Regions from separate parts of the Ovis aries genome. Here region 2 is linked to region 1. A link is a contact called in public Hi-C data. All regions are on one chromosome and are shown on one strand. The core of a region is the stretch at or near the end of the contact, and the rest is flanking DNA. Distances in the headings are between cores, read along the strand shown.

What was found. Hi-C and Micro-C count contacts between places; a contact is called where the count stands out from the background.
Region 2: a contact with region 1 is called in a Hi-C map of liver, with 9 times the contacts expected there. The contact joins the enhancer-like site here to the promoter of C1H1orf226 in region 1. A contact is called at or near these places in 2 of 16 Hi-C or Micro-C datasets (hypothalamus and liver).

What each region holds. Positions count from the first base shown.
Region 1 is chr1:113,541,258-113,543,957 of ARS-UI_Ramb_v3.0, forward strand. It overlaps C1H1orf226 (chromosome 1 C1orf226 homolog), which reads left to right and starts at 1,325. Exons shown (of 12, transcript XM_012185108.5): 1 at 1,325-1,898. The coding sequence starts at 1,794.
Region 2 is chr1:113,702,840-113,705,539 of ARS-UI_Ramb_v3.0, forward strand. The region is part of intron 2 of C1H1orf226 (chromosome 1 C1orf226 homolog); the gene reads left to right. Among named protein-coding and RNA genes, the nearest start is that of C1H1orf226, 160 kb to the left of the region's middle. Within about 2 kb of position 1,377, at least 11 of the 54 cell types and tissues checked have an H3K27ac peak or open chromatin away from gene starts, as enhancers often do. A contact at or near this core is called in liver, where this site is marked.

The DNA.
Region 1 (2,700 bases), core at 75-2,574:
TATTTTTGGTTCTTACTAATATTTATGAATATAATAAAGTTTATACAGCAGAAGGTATATGATTAATTTGTTTTAGTCATCAGCTTGCTTTCATATAAGGAGATATCCCAGAAGAGGCTACATCTTGACCAGTAATTTCAGCAGGTAGGGATCAGGCAACATATAGCAAAGAGCAATTGTACTTCAGCACTATGGGGCAAAATAAGAAATAGATTTATGACAATAATGTGTTCTCTTATATAAATGTATCACAGAAATATTATAGGAAGACATGCCTCTTGGAAGTAATTTTATTGTGATGCTTTTGGGGCCTTGACTATACAACAATAGTGTCTGTATGTCAAGTTGTCCCGGGTGGATGTGTCCACAAGGTATTAGTAGGTTTAAATTGAATTCAGCAGAGTTGCTGACCATTGGCTCTCAGTGATCTCAGGTTGGGCTAGCTTTGGCACCAGACTATCCGGTTACTTTTGACTCGCGGGTAGTATTAACCCATGTTCCTCTACCCATGGGGTCTGATACATAATTGGTCACTAACTATCCCTTTGCCCCGCCCTTCCTTTGCACATTTTTGCATGGCAAAAAAAACCTCTTGGTGTAAAGGAGAAAAGTGAATGGGTCTCTTCTTAACAATAAGCAAATTGAACTGAAGCACTTCCTAAGATAGGAAGAGTACTAACTTGGAAGCCCATTTTGTCTACAACCAGCTTTAGGTTGTTTAAGAAAATGGAAACGTTGTGGGCTCTTTTGTCCTTAGTACGCTTCATCGGCCTATTCCATTTCCATGAGGCTTATGGTTTTAACATTAACACTAAAACCACCCCCAAAGGCATCCCCACAACCCTCCAATAATACAAGTCACAAAACAGCTCAAAGGAACGAACACAAAGCACCTGCGATCGTCCTCCATTTGGGTGCAGTCTTGATTCTCCAAAGAAAGGAAACTCTCAGAATTAATGGTCTGAATACACACGGGCCAGGACTTGGGCCTTCCTGGTAAAACATTAAAAACAAAACAATAAACACCAGCCCCTCCCCCCTCCAAAAACAAAAACAGAAAACCCAAGGCGCCGCCGCTGCTAACTATTAGGAGCCTGGCTCAGACTCTGACTGTAAAAAACAAAAACAGGACTGAGCCTGCGTTCCTGGGACACCGGCTGTCCAGGGTCAGGGCGAAGTTCCCGGGGTCCAGCCCGGGGACGCGGGCAGAGCCGGGCGCCACGCTCCCGGGGACTTTCACCTGCTCCGCGGGCAGCGCGGGGGCGGGCCCGGCGGCGGGCGGAGCCTGGGCGCCCTGCGGGAGGAGCCGGCCCGGGCCCGCCCCGCAGGAGGAGTCGCTCGCCGGCGGCTGATCCGGCGTCTCCGTGACAGGCACCCAGCTCCGCCGCCGCCGCCGCCTTTTCTTCCTCGTCCCGGGCTGTCCGCGCCTCTGTTCCCGGGCCAGCGCCGCGCCCAGTCCCAGCGCGGGCCGCGCGCCCACCGCTCCCCTCCCCCGGCCTGGGCGCCGCGCTGCCCGCTCCCACCGCCGCCCCCGCCGCCTTCCTCGCCGGCAGGAATTGCGCGGCCACAGCGCCGCTCGCGTCGCCCGCATCCGTGCCGCCCGGCCCTCGGCGTCTCTCCGAGTCCCGGCTTCCACGGCCGCCGCGCGGCCGGGGCGCCTCCAACCCGGCGACCCTCCGCTTGCGCCCCCTCCGCGCGCCGCCGCCCCCGGCTCCCGCCTCCCCTCCCAGCGGTCTCGCCAGCTCCTTCCTGCCTCCACCGCCTCCGGAGGAGCCGGTCCACCGCGGGTCACCATGCCCAGCAAAACCAAGTACAACCTTGTGGACGATGGTCACGACCTGCGGATCCCCTTGCACAACGAGGACGCCTTCCAGCACGGCATCTGCTTCGAGGCCAAGGTGAGGGGCCCCGGGGAAGGGACTGTCCCGGAGGGGGCATGTCTGAGCGGATGGGATGCGCAGCCATCCCGGACGCAGAGCTGGTGGTGGGTTAGGCTGATTTGGGGGCCTTTCTGTTAGGGAGGATGACTCCCCTTCTCTGTATAGAATTCCGCGGGTTCCTGCCCAGAACTGCTACAGAGTAACTGCAAAGTTTGAGCGGTATTGCTTCATCCCCCTCCTCCCACCTGCAAACTGCCCCCTCCTTACCCACCCAGGACTCACTGAGTTACTTCCCTGATCCCTCCTTCTGAGAAGAAGCCAGTCGGGGAGCGTAGCCTGCACTTGGTTCTTTAGAATCGCTTTAGGGAAGCTTTGGTGTCATTTACCTGTTGGGATCCCGTGGGAGAGGTGCTTTCAGAAAGGTCTTTTATAAGGGGAATACCTGCTTCCTGATTGAAGAAAATAATACAGGGGTGGGTTTGTTTTTAGATTCCTGGTAACCCCAGCCAGGTGTCAGAGTCACTTCCTAAATGCCTTATTAGCCACGACTCCTTTGCAAGTGCCAGTCATTGAAGGGGGAGGTGTGGTGAAAGCTGCCCGGTTGCTAGTTTTGTGGCGTAATGTGAAGTTTCAGCATCTAGTAGGGGACTGCGGCTGAAGAATTTATCGGTGAGGGCGGGGGGAGGCGGGCGCGGCAACAGGAATTTTCAGCTCGGAGCCCCAGGTCCGTCCTTGGGAGAGGGGGTGGGGCGGAAGCCTCTGAACTGCACCATCAGGTGTGAATAAGGCTGCCCCCCTGTCATGCGCTTCCCAGAGTGAG
Region 2 (2,700 bases), core at 127-2,626, 160 kb after region 1:
TGAACATGGGAAGACGGACATCTCTCTGAAGTACTGATTTCATTTCTTTTGGATATATGCCCAAAAGAGGGATTGCTAAATCATATAGTAGTTTTATTGAGGAAACTCCGTATTGTTCTACATAGTGGCTGCGCCAATTTCCATTCACACCAGCAGTGTACAAGGATTCTTTTTTCTCCATATCCTTGCCGACACTTCTCTTTTGTTTGCTTTTGATAATAGCCATCTGAACAGGTGTGAGATGATAGCTCATTGTGGTTTTGATTTCTATTTTCCTGTGATTAATGATGTTGAACACCTTTTTATGTGCCTGTTGGCTATTTGTAGGTCATCTTTGGAGATGTTAGTTAGGCCCTTTGCCCATTTTTTGTTGGGTTATTTCGTTTGCTATTTAATTGTAGAAGTTCCTTATATATTTTGGATATTAACCCCTTATCAGATGTATGGTTTGTAAATATTTTCTCCAATCCATAGATTGCCTTTTCATTTTGTTTGGGGGGGTGGGGGTGGGTTTCTTTTGCTGTTATGAGCTTTTTCACTTTGATATAGTTCATCTTGTTTATTTTTGCTTTTGTTGGCTAAACTTTTAGTATCATATCCAAAAATCATTGGCCAAAGCCAATGTCAAGAAATTTTTCCCTGTTTTCTTACAGGAGTTTAATAATTTCAAGTCTTATGTTTGTATTTAACCCATTTTCAGTTGATTTTTGTGTATGGGGTAAGATAAGGGTACCATTTCGTTCTTTTACATGTGGACATCCGGTTTTCCAAACACCATTTTTTGAAGAGACTGTCCTACCCACTCCAATATTCTTGGGCTTCCCTGGTGGCTCAGCTGGTAAAAGAATCTGCCTGCAGTGCAGGAGACCTAGGTTTGATCCCTGGGTTGGGAAGATCCCCTTGGAGAAGGGAACAGCTACCCACTCCAGTATTCTGGCCTGGAGAATTCCAAGGACTGTATAGTCCATGGGGTCACAAAGAGTCAGACACAACTGAGCAACTTTCACAATTTCACTTATCCTGTCCTTAGACTGTCCTTATATATGATTGGGACTTCTGTTGAAAATTAGTCGCCTGTATCCATGGGCTTATTTCTGGACTCTGTCTTCCACTTCATTGCTCTATGTATCTCTTTTTATGCCAGTACCATACTGTTTCTGATTACAGTAGTTTGGTAATATAGTTTGAAATCAAGAGTGTCTTGCCTCCAGCTTTGTTCTTTTTTCTCAAGATTGTTTGACTATTTGGATCTTTTGTAGTTCCATACAAATTTTAGAATTTTTTTTTTTCTATTTCTGTGAAAGAGGAGCTTCTGAACTCTCCCGGGAGTAATGCGGCAACGAAGGGGACAGGGTCGATGAGCTCAGCTGCGTGTGGCAATACCAGTTACTGGATGAGTCTAGAGACTGTCCCTTCAGAGTCTGTTCCATGACTAATTTACACACAAGTGACACTTAAGCTTATGATTCTTGCTCAATGTAACCATTTCTGACTCTCCTGAATAACATGGGTGCGACAGGAGTTGTGTCGAGGCAAAGCAGGTATGATAGGGCACTTTGAGGGGGAGCAGGGCAGGGCTGGCTGCCCACCTCCCCTGCCTGGAAGAGTCTAGGTACAGTTAGGTAGTCCTGGAAACCCTAACATGTTTCCTTCGAAAGGACATAAACTGATGATCATAGCTCCCTCTTGCTTTATTCTCCATACATGTTTGAATACCCTGGCAACTGTCATCCTTAGCCCTAGCTATAACAACCAACTGCACTTCCTGTCTCAGAGCCTTTCCTTCTCTAATAATTGGCTTTGTTCTGCTCCTTTAATCCAGTGGTAGGAGCTGGGAGCTGCCTGCTTAGGAATTTTTGCATTAAGAGAGGAGACTCTCCCATTCATCCTCTGCAGGCTTTTTGCTGACAGGTTGCTATAGCTGGAGTTGCCCAATCCAAGAAGCAGAGACCTTTCACCTTCACCTGGGTGCTGTGTTTTTGAAAGAGGGATGTGCCCACACCTCTACTGGTCCCCTACTTCTGGTCCTGACTGTTGAGTTCAGTTGACATTCACTTGCCCAATCCAGTGCCACCTGACCGAATTGTTTTTCATTTCTCCTCTGCGTGAATTATGAGCTTTCTTGACTTTGGTCAGGCTGCCTGGAGTCAGTCCCAGCCTGAGCAGGTGCTGTGCCAACTTCCCTGGCGTGTGCCTGTGCCAGTGCATTTTCCCATTGACCCCTAGCTCTCCCTTGGAAATACCAAGCCTAGAGCTCTGGAGAAGGAGCTGCCACTTGTGTAGTTCTGAAAGCCTGCCTTTGTCCTGAGGAATGCCTGTCGCAATGAAGCCTGATAAATAGCCAGCTCCTTTCTCCTGTAAATTAAAATGAAAGAACCTTGCCTGCTAGAAGTTACTTTACTTGTCTCTTCTCATCTTCTTTATTCAAGCCTATTTAATGAATATCTATTTAAGATCTAAACTTTGCACTGTGCCAGGCACTATAAAAGGGTACATAGAAATTGTGGTCCTTGCTCTTTAGGACCTAAGGCCTCTTGGTGGACACAGACATGTGTACCTGAAACCATTAAGGAATATATAAAATGGACGTCAGTGACACGCCAAGTGTATGAGTTGCCTTCTCTGGTTGCCATGTGGGACCATAACTTCCTTTTCCCCATGTCTTCAAGAGATATGCTTTTATCAGTCCCTTTAACATTT